Linked DNA regions of Mus musculus: all the other regions are linked to region 1. A link is a contact called in public HiChIP or PLAC-seq and promoter capture Hi-C data. All regions are on one chromosome and are shown on one strand. Each heading gives the region's core, a stretch centred on a gene start, on an enhancer-like site or on the middle of the called end of the contact. The rest is flanking DNA. Distances are from core to core; before and after follow the strand shown. Region 1 holds the start of Ankrd37 (ankyrin repeat domain 37). Region 2 holds the start of Fam149a (family with sequence similarity 149, member A). Region 3 overlaps Fam149a (family with sequence similarity 149, member A). Region 4 holds the start of Tlr3 (toll-like receptor 3). Region 5 has its middle 29 kb from the start of Tlr3. Region 6 holds the start of Cyp4v3 (cytochrome P450, family 4, subfamily v, polypeptide 3). Region 7 holds the start of F11 (coagulation factor XI).

Region 1 (4,126 bases), core at 345-2,844:
TTTGATAATATTCAATTCCTGGAAGGATAACATTATATTACCAGTTAGGCGAGTATTATTTTTAAGATCATATATAATTAGGAGTATGGTTAATTTAATCCAAGAAACCACAAAGCCTCAGACCACTGATTTCAGACTCACCCAATCTGGACATCACTGGCCACAAGGAGGCTCAGGCAGTCCAGGCTTCCAACCTTTGCTGCCTTGTGGAGTGGAGTTTCTCCCAAGACATCCTGTAAGACAAGACTGCACATTAGGGTCTCCCTAACATTCTGTAGAAGCCAGTGGGCAAAGTAATACCAGCTATTTGAGGGAGCCAGTGAAAACTACCTTGTAACAACTGGATTATTCCACTAATTGTATTTTTCATGAAGTTCTCTTGCTGTGCTAATACAAAGTTTCCATTAATAAAAACATGCCATCATATTTGCACACATTAAAAAATTAAGGGAATGCCAGCACACTATAGAGTTCTATAGAAGCCAAAGGTTTACAATTAAAAACTTCGTCACACTCTAATGAAGATGAAGACTACTGGAAGAATTGATGGTGGGCATGTTTCCCACATACTATTTCCTGGTTGACTGGAACTTGGACAATAGCAAGTACTTTTAAAAGTACAGTAAATACATGCTATATATATATATTTGAAATGTGGTTCGACTTCACTGAGCTATGCCATAAAAGTAAAATACACACTGAATTGGGAACCGTGGTACAAGAGCAAAATAAAATACACATAAATCATTGCTGATATAATTACATACTGAAAGAGTATTTGGGATTAGATTATTAAAAGAAATCCCATGGCTTGTTTTTGTTTTATTAATGTGGATACTAAAAAGTTCCAAGTTACCATCTTGCAGTATGTATTTTTCTCCTGGAAATTCCTATATGCCTGTTTATACCAACTGAAACGGACATCTAGGAAATGTCCGTGCAGACACTGGGTGGAGGAGAGGGTTGTACATAGCAACAATCGGTTACCTAGTTACCTGTTGGTTGAGGTCAGCACCTGTTTGCAGCTGCCAGAGAAGAAAGCACGCAAGGCCGCCACCTGCAGCTAGGTGAGCAGGCGACTGCTCCTGGGGATCCGGAGGTGCGTTCACTGATGCTCCTGTCTCCAGCAAACTCTTAAGGTCATCCTCCTGCAGGAAAAGAACAGCTTGTCACTGTCCTGTCCCGCTCGAGCCCTCTGAGCTGAAAATCCACCCCTCCACGGAAAAAAAAAGAAAACAAGATCTGACAAGGTTTGACTTGGTAACCCAGCAGTTTGTCACTGTCACGTTTGTTAGAGCTCCTAAGACACACAGACCTCTGGGAGATCTAGCCTGCAGGACTTAAAGGGGCGAGAGTCTCACCTCCAAGTTGCAACTAAGCAACAGCATCGCCCACCTAAAGCAGATGACAAGTGTCCCCGGGAGTTCAGAGAGGCAACACTGGCCGGTAAGAATGCAAGGGACTGCCCCAGTTCGGGAGAATTTAAAGCTCTCGGGAACCTGCAGGGCCGCGGCTCCTCCCCGCCGCTCCCCAGCCTGGGAGCGTTCCCACGGCCTGGTTCTGCCCAGCGCGATGTCCCCAGCCCCGCTGCGGCCTCACGTACCCAAACACTGACATGTGCAGCCTGGAACCCCAAGCAAAAGAGGAGGGGGCGGAGCCTGCTGCGCGGCCTGCCAGCTGATTGGCCAGGCCGACCTCCCCCTGGGTCCGCCCTGTTGGGAGCGAAGCCCAGGCGGCCGCAGCACGCGTGCGCAGTGAAGGTGGTGGGCGAAGAGGGTGGAAGGCCTGGCCTTTGCGCTTTGGCGGCGGCCATGATGCGAGCCGAGCTAGGCACGTACTGCTGGGTGGAGTCAAGCCCTTTTAGCCCTCTGGAGAAGCCGCAATCGCCGGTGCATGGCTTTGTGACTGAGAGCACGCACGTAGCCCGGAAAAGAGGGAAGCAGAAGTAGCCCACACCCATCCACCCCCGCAGGCCCCGCGTCCTCCACCTCCAGCTTGGTCCGAAGGTGCTTCCTCCTGCCCCACGTCCTCCGCCGCCGCGCGCGCCGCAGGATGCTTTGGAAGGGGATGCAGCGGTGGGGCGTTAGAGGGCATGTCGATGAGACTGTGACGGAGGGTTTACCATAGGAGATGCTCTCCCAAACCCAGTGAATTACCTATCAGTCAGTGTTGCCTTTGTGAGCAAGGTGGCAATTCCTGTGAAATAAGCCACCCATTGTCACACGTCCCCTGAGGGTCCGAAACCCGTCCTGGTTCCGGCAATAGCTAGTAAATACAAGGAGTTTGCCAAGGGGATGGCCCTCACTCCGGTTATTAGGAATAATAAGAATACGGAAAGGAAAGAACAAAAGATTACCGTGAAGAAAGCAGCCAAGTGATTTAATGTTAGTGATGTGATCTGCTGACAGCATGAACCCCTGCGCTAGGACATGAGAAGGGCTTCATCAAAACCCAGAACCCAAATTAGAGCATCAGATAAGCCTGAGGAACAAAAGGACTCTTCCCAGGATACTACTACTCAAAGCCTTGAAGTCAGTAAAGTCTGAGAAGCAGACCAAAAGAAACAATAATTTAGGGTGAGATTTTAAAACAAACATGGCATTACTGGTAAAATTCATGACAATGTAATAACTGCAAAGTTTGAATTCCTTTTCATGAACCCTGTTGACTTCTGACTGTAGTTAAAGTTAATGGTAGCAGGTGAAACATAGAGGTAAGAAACTATTAACAGCTGGTTAGACATCAAATAACATGTAGAGTTTACTTGACACAGAAGACCGTGTCGCTTAAAATAGTCTATGTTGTGCTTCTTCCTGTAAATCTTAGCTCCTAAGGAAGTTTTATTTAAATATTTGGCTTCCCGTTTTAATGAGGATTCTTTTTCAATAGTTGTAACAGAAGATATCTGAACCAGTATGGTTTTAAAGAACAGCAAGTTTATCATAGTCACAGTTTTCCCAACAAGTCACAAAATTCTCACCCATTAATTTTCACTAACCAATATAATTCTTTAATAAGGCACACTGCTCATTGTGGTGGTCCACAATCTTAGGCTGTTCCCTAGAACAGGGCTTCTTAAAACTTTTTTCACTCATGGCTCCTCAGTGCCTGAAAAAAAAAAAATTGTATTTAACTCTAGTTATATAGGTGTGTACAACAGGTGCAAATCAAACCTGATAATCTGATTTTAATACAGTTCTCTCAGATGTGTATAATTTGACCATTTCTAAGATTGTAATGTAATTTGCATACTAACCTGAGTTCAGTCTTCAGCTCCCACATGAATAACAAAACAAGGACAGCTACCTGCACCTGTCATTCCAAAGCTGGAGGGGGTGAACATAGGAGAATCCCCGAGACTTGCAGTCTGATCCTGACACACACACACACACACACACACACACACACACACACACACACAGCTATTTGAAAACCTAGCCATCTAGAAAAATAACAATGGTGACTTCTACCTTAAGACCTATCTATGACTTCCCCATCCATGGGCTCTCGACCAGGATTACAGTACCAAATATGATATTCTCTCCTGAGGAGCCAGCTTAAAGTCCAATCAGAAAGCAGTTACCCCATGACAGTTGTGCCCCTGTTGCAGTAGTGGGCACTTGTTGCTTGGCCAGGTTTGTATTGTCATATGTGGAGTCCAGCACTAGGTAAAAGCTCTCATGTCTTTCCCCACTCAACAGACTGCACTGCACCTTCTGGCTCTGTGAAAACTAGATAGCAGGAGGCAATTTCCCAGTCGCTTTGAGATTGGTGTCTCTCTGCCCTAAAGCCATGGGGTATGGTGTCTTCAGCAAGAGGGTTTTACCATGTACTTTGGCAATGGCAATAGCTTACGTTGTTTCGGAGACTTCTTTAATTGCGGTTTTCCTGTAATAACCCAAGTCGTCTTGGAGTTTACAGAGTGCTCACTCACCCATAACAAGACTTCTTCATCTACTCCTTACCACCACCTCCGCTGAGGCTCTGGGGATGGTGGCAAAGAAGTGTTAGAAAATAGGATCAGCAGGAGGATGGCAAGGAGTTCTGTGCGATGCTGACTTCTGAGCAGAGTCTGGGTATCACCGCATGGGCTCACATCTGCTGGACTTAGCTGCACTAGATCAAA
Region 2 (4,124 bases), core at 373-2,872, 620 kb before region 1:
TCAAGACCTCTGGGAGATGTAATTCTAAGCATCACAGGTCTCCTTTGTAACAGATGAGGTGATACATATGTAAATTAACTAGGTGTCATGTAAAGGAAAGTCATTCCTCTTGGGATCTGATCCTCAAACTGTGGAAGCACAGCCATTTCTTAACCATTGCTGCTCTCCAGTAGAGCGGGTTGCCTGGACACCTGGTGCATTCTGTCGCAGAGAAAGGTGCTTGAAAATAAACAGACTCGTGAAAATCATGCTCACTGTCTAGGGTTCAGTGCTTCGGGTAGCAGAGACCTAGCACACAGTCTGTCCCTTCCCTCTTTTTCTCCCTTGATCAACAAGAAGTTTACTGTGAGGATGTTAAGGGAAAGTTTCTCATAGTCTATGTTGGAAATGACCAGAAAGCCTGGGAGTGGGCGGAGTGAACCCGGGAAGAGATTGTGGCAGGCAGAGGGTGGAAGTCAAAGTTGACAACACTGTTGCTACTCACCCTTCTGGGTCATCCTGGGAGTCGCTGTCCGAGGTCCATTCCTCGCCAATGTCAGGCAAGGTGAAAAACAGAGTTTTGGGAACCGGACCCGGGGCCATCCATACACTGGGCTCTCGCTCTCCAGGAGCTCGCAGCTGGCGAGGGTTCCGTGGACTTGATGCTGTGACGCTGTTGCTGCCCAAGGGGATGGTGACAGAAGGCAGGGTCGCCCAGTCAACCCCTGGGCTGGGTAAAGTCACTGAAGCCACTGAGCCGGCAGAGCCACTGTAGGGGGTTAAGGGCGGTGCTATGGATGCTCCTGAGCTGCTGGGCAGAGATCCGGAACACCCTGTTGCTTCTACCCTTTGAGCAGCTGCGGAGCTCCTGGGGTGCGAGGCAGGGAGCGGAGTGTGCACCGGGGTGAAGGGCTCCCGTGAGGCCGCGGTGTCTGGAGGCAGAGATGGGAGCAAAGTCAGGGTCTCAGCCTCTCTAAGCGACGTGCTGGCGCCGGAGTCTACTGATCCTGTGGCCGCCGCGCCTCCAGGGTGGCTGGAGACTGCCGGGGATGCTGTTGAGAGCTTGAAGATCTTGGCAAACAGAGACCCCAGGTCCAACACAGCGACCTTCATGCCTTGGTCCTGGAGAGGTTACTGTGACTGTCGCCGGGAGGTCAAGGACACCAGGTGCTGGTCTGCAGGGCTCCATCCACCACCCCCTGCAGCGATCTGGATCAGATGGCTCTGGGGACGAGCAGAGGGTCCTGGGGTCCTGGCACACAGCTTCCTCGAGGCTTCTAGGTCTTTTTTTCCACCCACAGGAATCCGTTGTTTCAGCGTTTAGTTCCTTATGGGTCTGACAGACCCTCTCCAATGAACCCACAGATGTAAAGGCGACAGAGGGAGGCTGGTTACCCTCTGCAAAGAGAAATCCCTCCTGTCCCACAGTGTAGTAAGATGTTCAAGGGACCAGGGGCACAGAGCTCAAGGAGAGGACTAGTGTTGGATGCACGGATTATGGGCTAAACTCGCTGGAGATTCTCTGGCTGGCCCCTGGGGCTGCACAGGCGGTTGCTAAGCTAAACAAAACCCCTGCTAAGCTCTCTGCTAATTGGACTCCAGGCTGTAGCTGGGCTGTGTCCACAATAGAAACACCAGCTCCCCTCCTTGACTCTTGCCTTAAAGAAACAGTCTCAAATTTCGCCACCATCCTTACAGCTTCAGGCTGCCCAGGAGCTACTAGGACCTTGAACATAATCCCTGCAAGCGGACCCATCGGTTCCAGAATGTTCTGGAACTCATTCGACTTGACAAGTTCAAATATACCATGCTCATGATCATGATCTTTGATGTGAGAAGGGTGAGCAGGAAGGTGAATTGAGGGAATATGCTTGAAATGGGCTCCACTTTGTTTACCCCAAGATTTATTTTCTGTCCATCACTGAAGATGTCAAGATATCTTATGTGGAACAAATGGCATTACACCTACTTTGATTTTATATATGTATGAGCTGAGCTATGGTTATTTTTATACCTTCTGGTAAGCTTTGCATCTCCGTTTGTTGTAACTATGACAACATTTAAAAACACTTTTAATGAGGGGATCTCTACACTACCAACTGAAGACCAAGCCTCTAGCGCATGAACCTGGGAGGGTGTTTCTTTTCAAACTGTAACATAATTGGAACATCAAGCTTTATGTTTTCCCATAGGCAGCTCATTTTCTACCTATCATATTGAAAATGGCCCATGATCTCATTAGTGTATCCTACCTGGCAAATAAACATGTCAGAAGCACCTTTATAGAATTTCAAGACTCATTTAGCACTGAGAGACAAGGAGATACAGTGTTCTTGAAGTACAATAAAACTAACAAAACAAAACAAAACAAAACAGATACTTATCTATCTCAGGTTGTGACTGAGATAAGCCCTTAGACACAAGTGTAGCACATGACCACCATCTCAGTCAGCATCACCTGGGAGAAAGCACAGCACCTGCAGAGGGGGAGGGGCAGGGGGAGGGGGAGAGAGAGGGTGAAAGAGAGAGAGAGAGCTCTGGAGCAATAAGGCTCCATCTAATCAGATTCTGGGACTAGGAAGAGTATGCAGTCGTCAACATGGAAAGCTTGGAAGGAAGGATCTGGATGAGGGGAAGGGTGAGTGAGTGCCAGACAACCCCAGGTCAGCAGTGGTGGACCCTAGAGACAGAGGTGCTGGGGACAGACCAGAAAGGCTGTGACGACTGTAGGACAATGAAAGGCTATCAGAAGCAGACTGGCATTGGCCAACTGCCACTTGCCATGTTCTTGTCATTCCCCTGTGCTGCAATTTGCCAGATGGTCCCCAAGCTATGGAACATATGTCAGGGCATTCAGATACTTCACATAGCTCCTCAGGCTTGCAGTAAATGTTATGTGAATGGCTGGTCCCTTGTCCTTACACACACACTCTCTCTTTATATGTAGATATAGATATAGATACAGATACAGATACAGATACAGATACAGACACAGACACAGACACAGACACAGACACAGACACAGACACAGACACAGACACAGACACAGACACAGACACAGACACAGACACAGACACACAGACACACAGACACAGACACACAGACACAGACACAGACACAGACACAGACACAGACACACACACAGACACAGACACAGACATAGACACAGACACAGACACATATATATACACAGGCACACATACACAGACTCATATAATTCCTACAGTAATATTTCTGAATCATAGTTGACCTCAACTGAAACCATATGACAAAAAACCTGGGTGACAGGACCATAATATAATTAAGTTCTGATGAAGTCATTTGCATGGACCCTAAGCCAATGGGACAGTATACTGTGAGCAAGAAAAGTGACATGGGAGAAAACACCCTAACCTCTGTGGTGACAGATATGTGGACAGTCTCAAAACTACTGTTCAGGTGGTAGAGGGAGAGAAAAATCCTGACTTCCAGGTTTCCAGGGGATCCGAGCTTTGCAGATACCCAGTGTAGGATTTGTAGCCTGCAGAAGTGTGCTACGTGAAGCCATCCTGACGTGGCAACTTGTTATGATAACCCTAGGAAACTGTTAGGGGATTGCTTAAGCAAAGAGGAGCTTTTCACCATCATCGTATTTTACTTGTGATTCTAGAAAAGTATTCAGTGGCCACATTGGCTCTAAACAGCTGGCTATAAATTCAAGTGGTGATAGCAACTGTCTTTAATCCGTAGAGAAAGCGACAGAAAGAGAGAAGGCCCATGGAGGAAGGTCCCACTGCTAGTTAACTAATGACTGTGGCTTTCTGAAAAGCTAGCCCCATAAACAAGGGGCAGTGGATGAGTGATTGACCCTTTTGTTTTTGCAGACACTGCTTTGGAAAAATGATCTGTAATTGCACCCATAATAAACCCTTCTAAGGAAGCCACTGGGTCTCTTACAGCCATTGTTCATCCATCAACAGCTTTGTAGACACATGTGAGATGTTACCAGGTTAATCCTTAATTACCAACAGCATGCAGTTTTCATGACACGAGCCTTAGGTGGTGGACCATGATGCTCTAGCTGAAGCTGAAGAATAATGCAAAGAAAAGAAATGATTCACGGACTAGGACTGTACTCATTTTAGACAGGCTGTTAGTAATGTTAA
Region 3 (4,057 bases), core at 1,307-3,806, 640 kb before region 1:
AGGAATATTTACATAATCTGAAAATATAGTAACAATCGTGAAAAAGCCAAAAAACACAAAGTTGTCCAGAATAGTTGACTATACTTCTGACAGTTCGTTCGCAAGGCCTAAGGCTCAGTTGGTAACCGGAGAATGAGCTAGGGTCCTGCTGTTCTTTAACCAGGTCCCTTATAAAACCCACTGAGCATGCCACTCAGAGGGCATTAATCCCTTATCAATTCTGAAACCCACCAAAGGATCTGAATCACTTAGAAGTCATTCAAACATGTAATTTTACTACTGTCTGGTGTGCATTCTGTATTTTCAAGGGCTCAAAATATTAAAATTTAATGAAAACTTAAAGTATCTAAAAATCTGAGTAAACTATTAAACCAGTGTGGCCCAGTTCATGTTAATCATTAAATAAAACATTTACTTCCCCTTTATCAAAATATCTTCATGTTTAGCAGTGAGCCATTTGTCTTGCTAGTAGAAATCATAAATTCCATATAAGTAAAGCAAACTTAAGATGGGGGTGGGGAGGCTTGAACTTTCAGTAATTCAAACAAAGACAACATTTGGCATGCTTTAAAGATAAAAGCTGGCTTTGCTTTTAATTAAAATAGTAGCTAACTTTTAACATTTGAGTTTTTAATATAAATGGAAAATACCCTGCCTTTACATACCTACTTAAAATTCACTGAAGAGAAAGGGATTCTTTTAAAAATTAATACTTATCTGCAGAGATTAGCTAAGAATATCTGCCATCTACTGATGTGGTTTTTGTACAATGATTAACAGAATGGTGTTATTTTCCATTCCTACTACCTGTCTGTCTTATGTTCAGTTAAATAATTCTGAGGCAAAGATATTAAAAAGAAGCAGAAAAAAGAACTTAGCATACTGCAAGATTTTATGCTCTCTCTCTCTCTCTCTCTCTCTCTCTCTCTCTCTCTCTCTCTCTGTCTGTCTGTCTGTCTCGTTGCTTGGGCTTGAATCCAGAAGGTCTTTGTGTAAGGCAAATGCTCTGCCACTGAGCCACTCCCTCCACCCAGCTCCCATGCCGATAAAACACTTTCTATTAGCACTGTTCAGATGTTTCTAAGTTGACTTTAAAATCACATTGTGATTCAACTTTTAGGTAATCATAGAAATTCTTATAAACTAGCCTTTCAAAGACCAACTAAATATTATGTCGAGTAGCTGTATTTTGAACAGTAAGGAGCTTAAGTTAGATTCGAGCTAACATGCCATCCAGTTGGATGATGGCGTCCATGATGGGAGACTAGCAGTTTTCTCTCTGAGGCCTTCTTCATAGCAGACTCACCCATGGACTTCTCTTCCCTGTGGCTCAACACACACACACATCTGCAAACTAACAACACAGCAGCCATCTTCCCCTCGTCCTAGAAGCATCGATCCCAAGTGCATGGAGCAGATAGGATGCAGCTCACCACAAGATGGAGAGTGCTGACATGGCATTCTAAGTATCCTTTGCTTCTTGGGCTATGTTATTATTAGGGTTTAGTCCTTCGGTTTCTCTGTTCTCTAGCCAAACACTGGTTCCATGCATAACTTTGAACATCTTAATCCCCTGTGAACTGTCCACTCCTTGGACTAAATATGCAAACTTACAGGACATATCCTATCCTGTAAGTACTTTAGAACTTATACCCTGTGCAATGTCTGTTAAACTCATGATACTCAATACCTAGACATTTGACAGTTTTATGTTAGTCCTTTCCTTATGCTTACATTCTAGAGCTAGGAACAGTTTTCTTGTGTGCACCTTTGAAACCAATATGTGGGCTCTCCTGAGGTGGGCTAAATGGAGCCATAACGCACACACGTGGGAGTTAGGCTCAATACTGATCTCCAGGAGTTCCTCCAGAGACTCCACATAGTCTGGTTTGATTGATTGATTGATTGATTGATTGATTGATTGATTGATTGATTTAGGTGGATTTCTGAGAACCTGCAAACCTGGCCGGGGTGGGGGGGATGTCAAACTGCCCCGTGGAGGTACAAGTAACAGTCCATACACCCTTCAAAACACCATTTCTCTGTCCGAAAGGAGTATTTGAAGTAGATACAGTCTTTAGATTAAAATGCAGGATAGTCAAGTGTGTGTGTGTGTATGTGTGTTGTTTTCTTTCTGTGTGCTGGAAGTTGAGCAAGGGCCTCTTCATGCAAGCCAGGCAAGCACTCTACCCCTGAGTTAAAACCAGCAGGGATCTGGTTTTCAACTGTGTAGCCAACATACCCAAGGGGAGAGGAATAATCCTTCGAAATCTAAGAAGCTACCTTAGTTCTGGGGACTGTACCTTCTGGTACGCGGTAATGAGTCTCTGAGTGAAGAAGCGACGTCACTTGGGAAGGCCTGCTGGTGCCAGCATGCTACAATTTCATGAATGAATGCCGGAAGGAACGCACACACCAGATGTATTTTGCCTTTGCAGGCAGGGGGAAAAAATCACGCACTTCTCACAAAACCAAGCCATAATCTAGAACTCGTTACACCCAGCCGGGGTGAACTTACCCAATTACAATCAACCTCAGGCTCTGGCTCTTGTCCCACAGGCCGGGCCGGGAGCCTCGGGGCCTGGGCAGCACTGTGCGGTGGTTGTCCGCGCCGTTCTCACGCAGGGCAAGGGCTGCAGCATGTCCCCGGATCCCCGGGACCTCAGCTCCGCGCCCGCCCAGCCCTGAGCCCCGAGCCCCGCTAGCGCTGAACCCGCGGAGTGTCCGGGACCAGCGAGCCGGCAGAGACGGAGCCAGGGGCGCTGGCGGGGCCCATGGGCGCGGCGGATCCCGGGGCTCCGGGCACGGCTTCCGGCTCCGGACCCTCAGATCCAACAGAGGCTGGATGCCACAGCGAGGTCTCTCAATTCTCCCATCCTTCCTGCCTCCTGCCTCGGCCCGGGCTGCAGTGGGCAGAATCGTGGCTAGCACTCCCCGCCCCTTCCCGCCCTCTCTGGCCAGGACCTCCGGAAAAGCTGGCCACTGCTTCTGCAGATCAGATTTCTATATCCAGAGACCAGAGGATTTGGTGGTCTCCCTGAGCCAACCCCACAGTCCTCTCTAAAATACTGATTTTTCAAGCCCTGATATTTCCAGCCTAGCTTCTCCAACATAGCATTTAGAATCCTGAGAGAAAGGCAAAGAACTGTACAAGATTTCACATCCTTCCTGCCAGCATCAATGAGATGCAAGGTTTCAGGTGAGAAGGCAAAGAGAGGTTTAAAATAACCAAGGCCTCGATCTAGTAAATGCAAGATTAATCAGAGCTTTAGGTCTGATAATACACAAGATCAGAGCATCCTTTGCTGTGTAGTCTCTGCTTCTGCAAACAGATCCTCAAAGTCACACAAACCAGTCATTTTACTGTAAGCCACAGAGCGTCTTTGCTGATCGACTCATTGGTTTATTAATGCATGTGTTTGTTTCCTTGCGTGTTTTGAGATGGTCTCTCTCCTTGTAGCCCAAGTTGGTCAGGGACTGACTATGTAGCCAAGGCTAGTTCCAACCATAGAGATCCTGTTGTTTCAGCCTCTTGAGTGACCCCTGGGGATTCGAAAGTGAATTACCACAATCATTTGTGTGTGTGTGTGTGTGTGTGTGTGTGTGTGTGTGTGCATATGAGTGTATGTACAAATGCATGTGCATGCATGTGTGTCTGTATGTGTGTGAATGTGTGTGCATGGGTGTCCGTCCCAGATATCTACTTTTAAATATCAATATATCACAAACGTATTCCTGGAATGAAACAGTAGTTCTAGACCTACGCAGATCCGTGGTAAACTGCTTCTCTGGAGGCCTGAGTGCAACCTCCATCTGCACAAAAATCAAACTTAAAAACACCAAGGTTGAGGCCCCATGATCGTCCCCCACCCTTTCATGTTAGCATGCCCAGTATTGGTACCCTCAAAGAGCTACAGGCAACTAAGAAATGCTGAAAGAGGGAGAAATAGCCTTCCTCAGGGTAGAGCCCCCAAATGGTTATCCACTAACAAATGGTCAGTCTTAAAATCATATACATCGAAGTAATATTATATGGACCGAGCAGATTTTATTTATG
Region 4 (4,069 bases), core at 31-2,530, 590 kb before region 1:
ACGTGTCAACACAAAATCACATCATAAAGTCATGAGAAGAGCTTATGACAACTTCTATATGGTGAAGGTTGACTGCTTTCCCCAAACTAGTCCATAATTTGCCAGCCTGGTTTCTGGCCTTACTCTACAACTTCCAGAACAGCCTGCCCTCCTCTCCTGCTGCCCTTCTTCATTCTGTAACAGAAAGTGACTGGCCAGTTCCTAGAAACATCTGAGAATTTGTCCTTTCTCAAGAACATTGTCATGGAGTGCCAGGTCTTCCTTTCTAGCTCACTAAATACAAAGGACTTTTTAACCTTCTGCGTTTTTGTTGTTGTTGTTGTTGTTGTTGTTTTATTTTGTTTTTGGAAAAGGTGCAATTTTTTAAAAAGTATTTTTAACTACCTTTTAATATAATCCTTTTACTTGCTCTTTGATGATTTCATACTATTCATTACACATACATATGTATTTTGATCTTGTTTACCCCTTACACCCCTCAGAGCCACATTCACCCACTTTTTAAAGCCTTTTACAAAATCACTTTGAATGCTTTCTCAAAGTATCTTTCCAAGAAGAGAAGTCTATAGAGGAAGTATGTTCTTGCTGCTGTTGTTTTAGTTGCTGCATAAAATTGGCATTTCATCACAAGATATCAGAATTTGTAGCTAAATTTACATTTGGAACTATGGTGCATTTTTCCCCTTCTCCCAATACCTGCATCATCTTCTATCTTCTTTTGGTGCGCGATTGTGATTCAGGCAGTTTAACTTCCCAGATAGAGAACAGGTGCGTCAACCTCAAAAGCCAAGTACATTCTGATTTTACTCAGCCTGAGGTCCTGCATCCCCTTAGTTTTCATTCAGACTTTTTTTTTTAAATCACACATTTCCTTTCAGCCTGAAAGTGAAACTTAAGTTGAGAGAGAGAGAGAGAGAGAGAGAGAGAGAGAGAGAGAGGGGGGGGGGGGGAGGGGGAGAGGGAGAGGGAGAGAGAGAGGATATTTTCAGCGAAACAGTTAAATTGTTATTAAACTGTTACCCTTTTTTAGTTTCTTTTTAAGGGCCTCCTGGGATTCATTGAAATGGTCACAAATCGACCTTCAGGGAGGAAGGTGTAAGCCGAGGAACCGGCCGCCGCCTGGGGGCAGAATTCTGGAAGTCAGTAAGTTTCTGGCTTCAGAGCCAAGCCCTCTGCAGTGGGTTTCAGATCCTTGCAAACCTGTGATATGCGCAGTGCATGGTCTGAGGTTGGGACTGCCGCCCAGAGACCCAGAGTGCTGGTCGGGAATCGCGCATAGTGGGAGGGGCCAACAGGGACCGGCCGTGTGGGGAAATGGGATGTGTCTAAACAAAGTGAAAGCCATTCACTTACCTCGCTTTATCTTCTTTGCAAAATGAGTAAAGTCGAACTTAATCTCTTAGGTAAAAATGGCCATCCAGTTTTCCAGCAGGAAATGTTGAGGACATCTCGGACACAGGAGGAGGTCCTGCCTCAAAAGCAGGAAACTCCCAGAAACAACTAGGCCGGGAAATAACAATGGGGGAAGGGAGCAGGGAGGGAGGAAGGAAGGCAGAAGTTTGGTCCAGCACTGGGTGTCACAAAGAGCCTTTCTTACTCAAGCAGGCCCAGTTTTCCACAAAACCCACAAATTAGGCATCAGTAGGCATCTGTTTGGTCAGAGAAGAGCTCGGGATTAACTCCTTCTTCCTCAATTAGCTATGAGGACTCCAACTGGTTAAAGAAACGGAGTTGCAAGGGAATGAAGTCAGTTTTCTTTTCATTACAGATGAGCAATGACATAGTATTCAGCCAGGTTGTTATTTAGTTTTAAAAAAAAAGTTAAACGTAATAAAGCATACAAGAAATGGGAGAGCACCTGACCTGATCTTCTTGTCTTGAAGCCAAGAGAGGGGAGTGCCTGAGCTCTCAGTCAATAGTTCCTTTGTTTGGCAGAGGTGAAAGTGGAAAAGGTGAATGGCCACAGAAGTGAAAGCAAGAAGTAACTTTGTATCCTGGTGCAAATTGCTCTTCCCTGGCCCCAGGAGGTTACTTCCTGTGGTTACCTGGCTCATGGCTACACTCTTAGCTCAACACCATAAGCAAGCACTTTGTCCTCAGTAAATTAATGACCTCTACATTGATCCACCTGGATGCCAACACAACGTTGATAGTCTTGGCAAGATTTCACCTCTGTGGGTTCCTTGAAAACAGGTTGGGCTGCATTTTTGTAATTTTACTTCTGACACCATCTCACAGAAGAACTTGCTAGCCTCTAAAGGACTAGTCTCCTGACAGAGAATCGGCTGCTGTATGGTCCTCTCCCACACTGACCCTTGGCTTGGGTAGCTTTGACCAAGTGGATATCTGTCTGGTTCTGAGTCCATTAGGGAAGCCTGATAAGTGCCTCTGTATTTAAGACTTGTCTTCTTGGAACACCAGTCTCTCTCAGGCTTCATTGGAATCTGGGGCTCCAATGCTATGCAATCAGAAGCCTAGATTAGCTGTGCAATGGATATAAGGAGGGGAATGTGCATGCTCACGAACACCTAGGAGATGGCTAACATGGACTCTGGCTGCATGGGAGACAGTCCTCCAATCTACTTTAACTTACTGCAGTTTCTTCAGCAATGACCTTGAATGACCTTCTTCAACAAGTTCTGCCAACATCCCAGAAAAGCTGCAAACCATCTTGCTGCTGCTTTACTGTTTAGAAATGGAGTGATAGGCCATGCAGCATTAGATAAGTACAATATACTTCCTCTATAATCTATAATATCTTATGCTTTGTAATTCTTTACAGATATTAGGTTAGCTGTAATGTTAGTTGACTAGTAAGTGGCTTCAAATAAATAGAGAACTTTTTTTTCAAGTGTACATATCTTGGCATGTATATGTGTACATACTGGGGGTGGGGGACATATGCACACATGTGCACATATTCATCAAGGCGTGAAATTGATTTGGGGTATTTTCCTTTATTGTGCTACACTTTGTTCATTGAGGAAGGGTCTCTCAACTGAACTGAGAGCTCCTTGCTGCTAGCCTAGCTGACCAGCCTGCTCTGGATATCCCATCCTCACCTTCTAGGCCCTAGAAGTCTCAGGCAAGCCCCTTCATCCACCTGACATTTACCTAGGTTCTGGGAACCCCAAATGTGTTCCTCAAGCATGCTTTTGGCAAGCATTTTAACTGCTGACCCATCTTCCATGTGTTTCAAAATCTGACAAAGGTATTAAACATTAATTGGAAATTACATTGTGAAAAAGGCCACTGGGCCCTCAACAGGTAGGAAGGATAAATAGAACTCTTTAGGATACTCTGACCAAATTGGTCCTGGAAACTGGCAAAAGATGGGCCAACTGCCTCCCCTATAGAGAGCTCTGGGTCCAGTGTGCTCCTTTTGAAGTTACATTTGGGAGACCTTTTCCCATCCTTCCCAAACTCAGAGCTATCCCCCAGGCGGCAATGTATAATCCCTCATCTCTTCAGGCTTTGCAGGAAGCTTGCAAGGCCACTGACCAGACTGTGAAGTGAGCCCTGCCATCTTCCACTTCCGAAACCACCCACCACTCCCATCCAGGAAACTTGGTTCCAGTATAGAGGATCTCAATCTGCCTGGAAGAGACCCTCCCCAGTTATCCTCAGCATTCCAACTGCTGAGAGAGTGGTTGGTAACATTCCTTGGGTCCATCTCTCTCAATTAAAAAAGACTACTGAAGACAATGTCATTTGGACTGTCACTCAGACTTCAGATCCCTTAAAAATAAGACTGACCCAAGATTATTAACCCATCCCAAAACTATATTCATCTTTTTCCTTTTTCTCAGTATGGGGATGGGAACCTATAACCCCTATTGGGCCCCTATGTGGACTTGGACATTAAGAAGCACATACACAGAAAAGGTGGTAATTAGTCTACTACGGATACGCAACCCCAGTTCCATGTAGACCTTTGTTCTTTTAAGCCCACTTTTGGAGTTTGGTTAGGCCACAGAAGGGACGGTTGTGGGACCTATCTTCTGAAAGACAAATATGGCAAATCCAATTCTATGCATTTCCCACAAATGAGCTCCCACACTGTCAAGGA
Region 5 (3,636 bases), core at 348-2,847, 560 kb before region 1:
TAAAGTTAACTTTCTTTTTCTTCACTTTATGACCTGGGATCCACATTTGAAACAACCATCCCCATCCCTCCCCATGTTCTGCACCATGGTTGCCTTAGTATATATAATACTATTCCAGTGAACATGACAGAAAGGAGATTAAGGATTCCAGCTATGTAGCCATGGTTGGCCATGATTCCAAAGCATTCTGGAAGAAAGAGGCATTCGGTCCATGAGAGCACCGTGGAGCTTGATAATGGGAAATCGGAGAACTGCATCGCTGTTTTATCATTGAATGACTATGGGACCTTGTGCAAGGCTACTAAGGTCTTGAAGTCTCATATTTTCCATATGTGAAGAATGCTGCTGATAATTTCTGCCTGAGAGGACTATGGCATGGATTAAATAAAACCATGTGTGGACATATGACAAACAACACATATTCAACTAGTGGCCATTGCCGTTGTCACTATCCTGTTTAATAAAGTTTCAACAGATTTTTTTTTATAGTAAGATGCATTCATGGCAGTGTAGTTTATCAGATCTGTCCATTTGCCCTCAATAGACATAATGATATGGATTGTTAGGAACAGGAGTGGCAGATTCAGGAAAGGAGCAGACACAATCGCCCTTCAGAAATGAGCTGCATTAGGGGAGATAGCCTTAAAACCAGGTAGGCCATGATTGGCCTTACCCAGAGGTAAGGCAGCATTATGAAGTTAGTACATCACACCAGCAGCAAACTGACGGGACCTTGGTGGTAAGGGAATTATAGACAATAGGAGAACATCAGCAGAGATAGCTTAAAGTGAAAGAGGAGGAGTTGGTTGCCATGGGTAGCAAGATGCAGGAAGCATACAGGGGGAGAGAGACTATAAGAGTATGTAACATGGAAGGAGGCAAAAGTCCCCTATTCCTATGTTACACATTCCCCATCCTCCACCAAGTGGGAGGGTGGTTAGCTTGGCATAGCTCAAAGACAGTTTCTGGGTGGGTATCAGAGTTGTTTGAGATAAGGAAGAGTGTTTGTTTATAATATTCTGTTATAGTTTTAGAAGAGGTAGAGACCTGAGCTCTACAGGAAGCATGATCGGGCTTGAGAGAGGGAGAGAGAGAGAGAGAGAGAGAGAGAGAGAGAGAGAGAGAGAGAGAGAGAGAGAGAGAGAGAGAAGAGAGAGGGAGGGGGAGGGGGAGGGAGAGGGAGAGAGGGGGGCAGGTTGCTAGGGAGTATGATCTAACAGATGCAATATGCCTCTATCCTCTGGTTCCTTTATGACTGCCTTTTTATTTTCCTTTCTTCCTTCTTTCCATCTGTCCTCCACTCACACCCAGAATCACACATGATGTATAATCACATGCAACTCCAGACAGACTATGATGTTAAAGCTGGCTTGTGGCAGACCCAATCTAAGCCAGAGTCAGGCTTCCAAGGCATGACCCCATCATAATTGCTGCCGTGCCTTAGACTTAAGGATTGCCTCAACGACCTTGTAAAACATGCACACGATGCTAGGAATGCATTGTTTGCAATGCTTTCACAGTTGTACAGAGGGAGCTTGACTTGATCCTATTCCTCATTCCGTTTCCAATTAGGTAACTAGGAAGTGAGAACTGCTGTTTCAAAACTTAACACTAGATGGAGCAGAGAGATCATTTTCCCCTTTCACTTTAGCCGTCCCTGAGTTTAGATGCTGTTTAGATGCTGGCTAAGTAAATCTAGAGGACTAAATAACTCTTGTAGAAATTAGAACAAATGGAAACTAAGTTTTCTCTTTTCTCGACCTCTTTATCGTTTCCTTTGTTGTCTCTTTCTCCCTGTGGTCCTCTGCAGTGCTAAACCGGATCAGTGTGTTGTTGTTGTTTTCTTTGAAGCATTGTCCTCTGGTTAAATGACCTGAACTACAAATAGCATACTTACAGGGCTAGAAGGTTAGTTTGGATGTTCAGCACTGCAATGACATATGTACAGAAGATAGTTGCCCTACTCCACATTCCAGTGACTAACGAATAAGCAAAGGGCGTCCCCTCTGCCTTTTTCCTATCGTTTATATCAAATGCCAGTAGTGAATTCCTCTCAACATGCCAGACCCAGTCAAATTGGATGCATACACAAGCATGTGTGACTTTAATATATGAAAATATAAAGCCTGAGTAGTATAACTAACTGAAAGGCTGTATGCTTAGCATGTGTGGGTGAAACACTGGGTTTGATTTTTAGCAACACACACACACACACACACACACACACACACCATGACTTGAGATCTTGAGAAGTAACTGTATAGCTATAAATTATTTATGAAACTTTGTTATCATTCAAAGACAGGTGGATCTCTATGAATTAGAAGCCATCCTGGCCTACAGAGTGAGTTCCTGACCAGCTAGGCTACTTAATGAGGCCCTGTCTCAATAACTGCCCTTGCAAAAGTTAAGGATTTTCCTAGCAAGTTAATTTCAATACAAATATATGTGTGTACTTAAGCACTAATTAAGGCAAAACTAGAAATATTATTTTTCTAAAACATTATTATATATCATTACACGTGTCATACCTCTGAGGGTAGGAGAATGGGAAAAAGAAAATGGTAATTAATGTGTTTATTAAAATTATGTGTATGATAGGGGAGTTTAAGATATATTTAATTAATCTTTGAGAGTTCCATACAATGTATTTTCATCATATTCTCTCTTTTCCTCCTCCTAACTCTTGCCAGATACTCCCCAAATCCTTACCCCCTCCTGTTTTATTTTGTTAATAACTCAGTTTGTGCTGGTCTCATATATCCATGAGTGTGCAGCCATTCCCAGGAGCATGGTTGTCTCTTAGACAAAGTGACTCTTTCTCCTCCAGAAGCCAGCACCTGCCCACAGCTCCTCAATAGAGGAGGGGTCTCACAGGCTGGGACTCTGACTTGATCATATGCAGGCCACTGTGGGTTCACCAGTGCAGTGCCATGAAGACACTGTTCTATTCTGGTTCTTCTCACCCTCTGGATTTACAATTGTTGCTCCCCCTCCTCCTTGTGATGGTCCCTGAACATGTGCGTATGTGTATGTGTGTGTGTGTATGTGTGTGTTTGTGTGTATATGTATGTTTGTATGTGTGTGTATATGTGTATGTATGTGTGTATATGTGTGTATGTGTGTATGTATATGTGTGTTGATGTGTGTGTGTCCATGTGTGTGTCTCTCTGTGTGTGCATGTGTGTGTCTCTCTGTGTGTGCATGTTTGTGTGTGTATGTATATGTGTGTTGATGTGTGTGTGCATGTGTGTGTGTGCATGTGTGTGTCTCTCTGTGTGTGCATGTGTGTGTGTGTGTGTGTGTTGATACAGATGTCACCTTTTTGGCTGAGCACCTCACTGACACTCTGCACTTTAACTAGTTGTGAGTCCCCATGCTGACCACCCTTCACTGCACAGAGAGTCAGGAGAAACGATCTTAAGAGAGAGGGAAGTAACGGAATACAGGTGACATGAGAACAGAAGGGAAAGAGAACCTTCTGGAAGGGGAAGGAGCCCAGAGTATGGGGAAAGGAGAGAAAAGCACAATGACACGTAAGCAGAACAAGGCCATCGTGAAAGCCATTGCTCTGCATTCTAACTTAAAACAAGGTCAGTGGGGTAAAATACAATGAAAAACAGCAATTATACGCAC
Region 6 (3,993 bases), core at 909-3,408, 670 kb before region 1:
TAGAAAATGAAATACTGGAGAAGAGGAAGTGGGGGAAGGCCAAGGGCTTGCCTAAGCAGTGAAGTCTGAAGGCTGGCAAGCCTGGACTTCTGATGACCAACGTGGCTGGAGAAAAACCTCAGAGAGACACCAGTTTGCTTTCTGCATTGTTTCTTCTGAACTCAGGGTGTTAGGATTCTGCTCATGTTAAAGAGGAATTTTTCTTATCTGGGCCGCTCAGATTCACTAACCTCCTTTAAAAACTCTTTACCAACACTCAAAAATAATACCTTTACCAGGTCTTGGGGTGGTTCATTTTACTGAACATGATGGGGCTCTGTATATAGCAGAGACACTGGACTGTTTCCTGATGGGCATTTTGGGTTTTGTATTTCATCTTCTGCGATTTTCACAGTGGAATGGTTAGGGTAGACTCTCAAGTGTCAGAGTGGAAGGGGATGTTAGCTTTCTTTTGAGTATTATTCAACTAAACAGCATGGGTTTTTATCAACATGGTTCTAACATACATAAAAGTGTTGTTGGATTACTTCTTATAAGTCACACCGATTGTTAGGTGACGAGAATTTGCTTGGATTTCTGCTAGATAGTATTTTCGTACAAACTTTCCCATGGTGTCCCATGTTATTCAAGTTAAGTTGTTGTGACAGTTTTTGTCCTGGGTCGCAGAAGTGATAATAAAGGATCTTAAGAAGATTTAAATGCTTAGCATAGGGAATGCCAGGGTTGTGACATGGGAGTGGGTGGGAGGGTGGGAGAGCACCCTCATAGAAGCAGGGGGAGGGGATGGGATAGGGAGGTTTTGGAGGGGAAACCGGAAAGGGGGATAACATTTGAAATGTAAATAAAGAAAATAACCAATAAAAAATTTAAAAATAAAATGAGATGCAACTATATTAAAACCTATATTAAAGAAGATTTAAAATTGATGGTCAGCCCGTAAAACAACTATTAATAGTTAATCTGAAGAAAAGGTAGGATCTGGTGTAGGTTCTTTTAAAATGTGCCATCTGGAAGTCTCTTCTCAGTTCTGGATGTCCAGGCTTACACAGCCATGAAGATTAAGTGTTAAGACTGAATACACTATCTCTAACAGGGAACCACAGATACCACTATTTTTAAGAACTTTCTGACTTTAGGTATTTTTCTAAAGCAAAAGAACAAAATTTTTTTGCATAAAACATTTCTTTAAAATTATTTCAGGTTTAAAAAACACCACCAACAACAATAACGACAAAAACCTCTCCAATAAGTAAGATTTTTGAACCTAGCCATATAAATTTACTTCAAGGCCCTTGGCAGTAGAGTCTGCTGAAGTGGCCTTGAAAGACTTCCTCAGAAGGATTGATCTACAAAGGCCAAGAGGATTTTAACTGCATATCAATCAATTAATTTTACTTGGAAAGACTGTAACCTGTTCTATACACACATGCTATATACACATATGTATGTTTGCTATGCTCGTTATAGGATGGGAGGCACAAAGCAATTTGGCAGGCACTAGAGTGGAAATGGGTATGGGGAGAATTAGGAACTTACTCCCTGGAGGGTAAGGGTGAGTTGGAGGGGTGGGGGTGTGGAGGTTGGAAGATTTCTTCTTTCTCCTAGCAGGTCTGAGGGATGTGAAGACCTCAATTGTGGCAAGAAAAAGTTGGGAGGGAGTGGGAGCAGTCCATTAAATAGGTGTCTCTGACTGACGAGGCGCCTAACAGCCTTAGTTAGAGTAGTAGACGGAGTAGACACTTCCTTGTACATACACATACCTGCGTTGTTGGGCTTCATATAAAGCGCGTGTCCCACCAAGGGGTAGGCGCGGGCCACCGACGGGATTGACCGCATCTGCTGCCATTTCCGCGCGTAGCTTACCAGCATCGGAAAGATGCTGATCAGGATAGTGGCGCCGGCCAGGGAGACCGCGCTCGCTGCGCCCCAAAGCAATAGTTTCTGCCCACTGAGCCCTAACCACAGCCACAACATCTCTCTGATTCCCCTCTTCCCTCTGGATTGCCAGTGAGAAGGTGGCGACCAGTCGCTGCCGGGTGCAGAGGAGGGAGGGACAAATTCGGGAACTCCAAGCTCCCGGCTCAGGGCTCAGGAAAAAGAACCCCCGGGGCACACCAGGTCCTCTCAGATCTTCCAGCTCTGGAGCTGGGAAAATCTGTAGCGTCTGCACCACGCCCTGGGGACAAACTTTCCGAGGGGGCGGGGAAAGCTCCCGCAGGTTTGTTGTGATGCCCTGCACGAGTCTGCGTACTACGCGCCAGCCACTGGGGTTCAAGGCGAAAGCGAAAGACCGGAACAACTTCTGAGCTCTGAAGTTCAGAATGCACGTGAAAGCTCACGGTGTGGAAAGATGAGGATGGCGGAGGAAGTCGAATTTAGGGTAGCTTCGGGATGGAGAAGAAACTAGAAATTCGCATCGCCAGTTCCGGACACCCTAGGGCCGGCTAATGTGGGCTGTTAAGAATTTTGCAACTCCCTTGCTTTGTGGAAGGATTACAGATCTCATAAGCAGTCTGTTTTAAAAAATTCAAATGAAGAGTCCTCGGTGTCGAAAGGCAGTTTTTGGAATTCTAAATTCAACTAGCCCTTGCGCAAACCTGCATCAGTTGCTGCCCTAGGGCAGGGCCGGTTGCCCAGGGGCACCGGACACACTCTGGCCCCTGCTTCAGGGTCCGGCACAGCAACCGCCTTCCCATGACCTAGAAGTTTAGGGAAGCCACGTATCCAGTGAGTGTCAGCTGACAGACTGAATCACCAGAACTAAAGGAGAACACAGTCTAGCACTTCCCTAAACATTCTCTGATCAAGGAAAGCCAGAACTAGAGAGAACAAGGGTGGGGATGGAGGGGCTCAGAAGTGGGTGGAAGAAGGCATGCTATGAGGAGGGTTGGCAACAGTAATGGGGCACAGTCAAAGTGAAGCTAAAATGCCAAGCCTGCAGAAAGGGAAAGGCCAGAAAGAAGAAGCTAGCAAAGTTATTTACTAGCTACCCATGGAGGTCTCCAGCCTGAACAGGAGTCCCTGTTCTACACCCCATTGTCCTTACCAAAGGGCAGGATGAGAAGTGCCCTTGCCTACTGCACACTGGGGAGAGTGCCAAGAAAGTTGAAATCCACAGATGCCCTGGATTCTCATTTTCTTGAGAATGTTATTTTCATACAGAGACTGCATGGTGTGCCCACAAACACCCGTGTGGCCTCTGGGACCTGAAGAAAGCACATCTAGGGCTTTCCTCAGTTGAATTTTTAAAAACGTATTACATTCTTTTTAAACTGTATGCAAGCATGGAGATCAGAGGACAACAACCCACCATGTGGTTTTGGAGGCTCAAACGCAAGTGGTCAAGTTTGGTGTCAAGCTCTTTGGCCAGCTGAGCCATGTTGCCCACCCCTGCAGTTACTTTTTACAAAAGAGCCATCTGGTGTGTACTGTCAGGAAAAGAAGTTCATAAAACATTAAGTGAAAGAGCAAAAGAAAACAAATGACGAAGCAAAATATACATTGTTACATTATCGTAAGTATTCAAAGTAGCATGTTATATAGTGTATGTATCCACACTAGTGTAGAACATTAATATATTTCATAAAACATAGTAATATAAATATAGATGCTTCATATGCTGTGGATAATTATGAATATTCCTTCTCTTTGATATCTTTTGACTCAATTATTTCCATTCAGTACATATGCTTATGAGCAGAAGTGCTCGGTGATATGCTAATATATAATTGTCCTTAAAATTGCCTGTTTTCAAGAAGTGTATTGGGGCTGGTGAGATGGCTCAGTGGGTAAGAGCACCCGACTGCTCTTCTGAAGGTCCGGAGTTCAAATCCCAGCAACCACATGGTGGCTCACAACCATCTGTAATGAGATCTGACGCCCTCTTCTGGAGTGTCTGAAGACAGCTACAGTGTACTTATAATAAATAAATAAATAAATAAATAAATAAATAAATAAGAAGTTTATCGATTTACTGTATTTATTATATTCCAT
Region 7 (3,704 bases), core at 79-2,578, 740 kb before region 1:
ATGCTGAAGTATAACTCTTCACAGTTGATGGCTTCCAACTGGGTAAGGGAGTGGGGAGAGAAGTGGGGGAGGAAAAAGACTCACTTTTCTTTAAGGGGCTGACCATTGGGAGTTTGATCACATTCCCAACGAGTATATATTCTCAACACAAATTGATTGACTTGATGATTTTTTTTCAAGAAGGGGGGAGTGAGCTGGCAGGGCTCAAGAGTGGGAGGGTGAACTTAGAAGGAATGGAAAGTGAGTGTGATCAGGGTGCATTGTATGAAACTCTCAAGTAATAAAAAATATTATGTTAGGGGAAAATAAATACAGCAACTTACCACTAGAAACTGAGGCAAAAAAGATAAAATATAACACCTGATGTAATGAGGTCATCCTACAAAGAGAAGAATGTCACTGTTTTTAGAACAGAGTATAAATTTACAACAAGTTTGAAGACATCAGACTTTACACAGAATGAAAGGAGCAACTCCCTAGGTGGTGTTCATGGGGTCTCCCCCGTCCCCTTGGTAGTGTTAGGACAGCTCCAACACGGTGTGAGCTGCTCAGTCTAGTCAGAGTTCTGCAGAGGTCACAATGGACACTCCCTCCTCCCTGCCCTCTCTCCATCGCTGCCTCACTCCCAACTCTGAAAGCCCCCAGTCACTGTCATCTGAACCCCTCCCTAACCCAGTTTCCCATTTTTTCTTTCAACTCATTTCCTCTCTTTACATTTTTGGGTTCTCTCTCTGTCTATCTCTGTATCTCTCTTTCTCTCTCTCTGTGTGTATGCATGTATGTGAATGTGAGTGATACATATCAAAGAGCTCTGAATGATTATCCTCCTTACAACAGTTTCTATTTCTAAAACAAAAAATTACTGCAAATTCATTAATATATTGTCTTCATTACTTGTAAGTGTATGTGACCTACTAAATTCTGAACAGGCTGTTAAGACACACACACACACACACACACACACACACACACACCTTCATATCTAGGCCTTGTATTGCTCTTGAATCTTTTTCTTGAAAGAGAATTCTTACTCACTACGAGTTACTAATCTTCCCCTCTCCCTCCACGGAAGTTTTCCTTAGTTTACTACAGGGGGTGACTAAGGAGATCTACAATGTAAAATCAGATACATCTTAAAAATCAATCTCTCTCTACTGATAAAAACTAAGCCCTTATTCCAGAAGACAGGGCATTAACAGATATAAGTTGCTGAGAGAAATGCTCCTTTTGAAGCCGTACCTGCAGATACTTTCTGTCTTTGCTGTAGTCCTCGGCGGAGTGTTTGCTTTCTTTCCTATAGTCTTGTCCTTTTTCTACGTGAGCCGGTATGGAACACTGTTGCTTAAATGTTTACTTGTGCCGTTATCCTTTGTCATGTGACATCCTGTCTTTGCATAGTGTGTCTAGTGTCTGAGAATGTCCCTTTGGTCTCTGTACTGAAACCTACCCCAGAAGATCGACTAACTCTTTCAACACGCCAACTTTGTGTGTTTTCTTTCACCCGTTTGTTCAAATAAGCAACACACACAAAGGGCTGGAGAATCTGAGGTTGTCTGTGTGCCTTAGAAGTTGGAATACTCACGCTCCACTCCACAGACCCAAAGAAGCTAAATAAGAAGGAATGTCCAAGCGAGGATGCTTGAATCTTATTTAGAAGAGGGAATAAAAGAGTCATAGGAGGAAGATGGAGGAAAGGAACTGGGTGGGAGAGGGGATGGGGAGTGGGGTGAAGGGGGTTCAGGACCAGGTATGGGGAGGAACAGGAGAGATAGCCAGATGGCCATGAGAATGAATGGAAATCTGCAGCTGGCAGAGGTGGAGAGGTGGGGGGGGGGCATCTTGAAGGCATATCTGAGACCTGAGATAGGGGAGACACCAGGAATGAATGGGGGGTGATCTTAGTTGGGATTCACAGCATTGAGGATATCAAACCTAAAGAGGCTACCTCATGTAGCTAGGCAGGAACCTCAGTGGAGCAAGAGGGACAACAACCTGCCTGCAAAACTTTTGACCCAAAATTGATTCTGTCTATAAGAAATGTAGAGATGGGGGATGGAGCAGAGACTGAGGGAATGGCCAACAGTAACCAACCCAACTAGTGATCCATCCTATGGGCAAGCACCAATCCCTGATGCTATTAATGCTATGCTTGCAGACAGGAGTCTAGAAAGCCTGTCCTCTGAGAGGCTCCACCCAGCAGCTGACTCAGACGGATGCAGAGACCCACAGCCAAACAGTGGATGAAGCTTGGGGACTCTGATGGTAGAGTTGTGGGAAGGATTGAGGGCCCCAAAGGGGATGGAACTCCAAAGGAAGATCAATAGAGTCAACTAACCTGGACTGTTTTGGCTCTCAGAGACTGAACTACCACAGCATACACGGGTTGGACCTAGGCCTCCCCACACATGTAGCAGATGAACAGCTTGGTCTTCATGTGGGTCCCGAACAACTGTGTCAACTTGACATGAGCTGGAGACATCAGAGAGAGGAAATAAGTTGAGGAAATGCCTCCATGAGAAATGTAAGAGGGACAACAACCTGCCTGCAAAACTTTTGACCCAAAATTGATTCTGTCTACAAGAAATGTAGAGATGGGGGATGGAGCAGAGACTGAGGGAATGGCCCAACAGTAACCAACCCAACTAGTGACCCATCCTATGGGCAAGCTGTTGCCCATATTTCTCCGTTGGTGATCAGTGGAGGAAGGCACAGCCTACTATGGGTGGTGTCATTCCTGGGCTGGTGGTCCTGGGTTCTATAAGAAAGCTGAGCAACAATACAGAGGAATGCCAGGGCCAGGAAGCAGGAGTGGGTGGGTTGGGGAGCAGTGTGGGGGGATGGTATAGGGGACTTTCAGGGTAGCATTTGAAATGTAAATTAGAAAATATCTAAAAAAAAAAAAAAAAAAAAAAAAAAAAAGAAAGCTGAGCAAGCCGGGGGGGGGGGGGGGGTGTAAGCTAGTAAGTAACATCCCTCCATGGCCTCTGCATCAGCTCCTGCCTCCTTGATCCTGACTTGTTTGAATTCCTGTCCTGACTTCCTTCAATAATGAACAACAATAAGAAAAGTGTAAGCCAAAGAAACCCTTTCCTCTCCATTTTGCCTTTGGTCATTATATTTCATCACAGCAGTAGAAACCCTAGCTTAGACAAACACTAACTTGCTAGGTATGATGGCACATACCTGTTAATCCCAGGACTCAGGAGGGGCAGAGGCACATGAGTCACTGTGAGTTCAAGGCCAGCCAGGTCTTCATAGTGAGCTCCAGGACAGCCTGGAATACATAGTTAGAGATACTCTGTGCCACAAACAAAACAAAAACACCACCATAAAGAGTGCTTCATGGTCTCCTGTTACCCCATCAACACACACACACACACACACACACACACACACACACACACACCAAGACAAAAATAAACTGTTTGAGAGTCTAATTTAGAACTGACAAGATGACAAGATGACCAAAGGGTGCCTACCACCAAAACTAATGATGTAAGTTTAACCCCAAGGATCCCCATGGTGGAAGGACAGGACTGATTCCTGTGGATTCTGTGGATACTTTGTGATAGATACTCATACATGAACACATAGATTTTCGGTTTTGTTTTGTTTTGTATTTAGGTGTGATTTAAGTAACTTCCAGAGAAACAATCACAGGTTCTGAGAAGGCTCTCAACTTTCTATAGAAAAACTAAGTGAAT

Evidence for each region. Promoter capture Hi-C pulls out the DNA fragments that hold promoters and counts their contacts. HiChIP or PLAC-seq counts read pairs in DNA pulled down with a chosen protein or histone mark. Capture Hi-C pulls out chosen DNA fragments and counts their contacts.
Region 2: an H3K4me3 HiChIP or PLAC-seq map of embryonic stem cells shows a contact between it and region 1, with 8 times the contacts expected there. The contact joins the promoter of Fam149a here to the promoter of Ankrd37 in region 1. A contact is called at or near these places in 4 of 39 promoter capture datasets (cranial neural crest, embryonic stem cells and liver), 2 of 115 datasets of contacts at active chromatin or transcription factors (embryonic stem cells and neural tube) and 2 of 9 other capture datasets (adipose tissue and pancreatic islet).
Region 3: a promoter capture Hi-C map of neural stem cells shows a contact between it and region 1. The contact joins the enhancer-like site here to the promoter of Ankrd37 in region 1. A contact is called at or near these places in 7 of 39 promoter capture datasets (the 3T3-L1 cell line, embryonic stem cells, hippocampal neurons and 2 more), 1 of 115 datasets of contacts at active chromatin or transcription factors (forebrain) and 2 of 9 other capture datasets (adipose tissue and liver).
Region 4: a promoter capture Hi-C map of neural stem cells shows a contact between it and region 1. The contact joins the promoter of Tlr3 here to the promoter of Ankrd37 in region 1. A contact is called at or near these places in 12 of 39 promoter capture datasets (the C10 cell line, cranial neural crest, embryonic stem cells and 7 more), 9 of 115 datasets of contacts at active chromatin or transcription factors (astrocytes, bone marrow-derived macrophages, embryonic limb bud and 6 more) and 4 of 9 other capture datasets (adipose tissue, embryonic stem cells, liver and 1 more).
Region 5: a promoter capture Hi-C map of neural stem cells shows a contact between it and region 1. The contact joins the enhancer-like site here to the promoter of Ankrd37 in region 1. A contact is called at or near these places in 1 of 39 promoter capture datasets (neural stem cells), 7 of 115 datasets of contacts at active chromatin or transcription factors (acute myeloid leukemia, embryonic basal ganglia, embryonic forebrain and 4 more) and 2 of 9 other capture datasets (adipose tissue and embryonic stem cells).
Region 6: a contact with region 1 is called in a promoter capture Hi-C map of adipose tissue. The contact joins the promoter of Cyp4v3 here to the promoter of Ankrd37 in region 1. A contact is called at or near these places in 10 of 39 promoter capture datasets (the 3T3-L1 cell line, 3T3-L1-derived adipocytes, cranial neural crest and 5 more), 1 of 484 Hi-C or Micro-C datasets (bone marrow-derived macrophages), 2 of 115 datasets of contacts at active chromatin or transcription factors (bone marrow-derived dendritic cells and bone marrow-derived macrophages) and 2 of 9 other capture datasets (adipose tissue and liver).
Region 7: a contact with region 1 is called in a promoter capture Hi-C map of liver, with 4 times the contacts expected there. The contact joins the promoter of F11 here to the promoter of Ankrd37 in region 1. A contact is called at or near these places in 4 of 39 promoter capture datasets (embryonic stem cells, hippocampal neurons and liver).

Annotation. Positions count from the first base shown.
Region 1 is chr8:45,998,256-46,002,381 of GRCm38.p6, forward strand. Ankrd37 (ankyrin repeat domain 37) reads right to left here and starts at 1,595. Exons shown (of 5, transcript NM_001039562.1): 1 at 1,362-1,595; 2 at 996-1,148; 3 at 142-233. The coding sequence starts at 1,388.
Region 2 is chr8:45,380,669-45,384,792 of GRCm38.p6, forward strand. It overlaps Fam149a (family with sequence similarity 149, member A), which reads right to left and starts at 1,623. Exons shown (of 14, transcript NM_153535.2): 1 at 485-1,623. The coding sequence starts at 1,092.
Region 3 is chr8:45,355,880-45,359,936 of GRCm38.p6, forward strand. All of the region lies in intron 1 of Fam149a (family with sequence similarity 149, member A), which reads right to left. Among named protein-coding and RNA genes, the nearest start is that of Fam149a, 24 kb to the right of the region's middle. Within about 2 kb of position 2,557, at least 162 of the 459 cell types and tissues checked have an H3K27ac peak or open chromatin away from gene starts, as enhancers often do. A contact at or near this core is called in forebrain, hippocampal neurons, liver and 1 more, where this site is marked.
Region 4 is chr8:45,409,100-45,413,168 of GRCm38.p6, forward strand. Tlr3 (toll-like receptor 3) reads right to left here and starts at 1,281. Exons shown (of 7, transcript NM_001357316.1): 1 at 1,201-1,281; 2 at 697-879.
Region 5 is chr8:45,437,779-45,441,414 of GRCm38.p6, forward strand. No RefSeq gene overlaps it. Among named protein-coding and RNA genes, the nearest start is that of Tlr3, 29 kb to the left of the region's middle. Within about 2 kb of position 1,598, at least 23 of the 459 cell types and tissues checked have an H3K27ac peak or open chromatin away from gene starts, as enhancers often do. A contact at or near this core is called in neural stem cells, where this site is marked.
Region 6 is chr8:45,331,005-45,334,997 of GRCm38.p6, forward strand. Cyp4v3 (cytochrome P450, family 4, subfamily v, polypeptide 3) reads right to left here and starts at 2,159. Exons shown (of 11, transcript NM_133969.3): 1 at 1,761-2,159. The coding sequence starts at 1,974. The region is part of intron 3 of Gm30504 (a long non-coding RNA gene); the gene reads left to right.
Region 7 is chr8:45,260,703-45,264,406 of GRCm38.p6, forward strand. It overlaps F11 (coagulation factor XI), which reads right to left and starts at 1,329. Exons shown (of 15, transcript NM_028066.2): 1 at 1,240-1,329; 2 at 324-379. The coding sequence starts at 378. The region is part of intron 3 of Gm30504 (a long non-coding RNA gene); the gene reads left to right.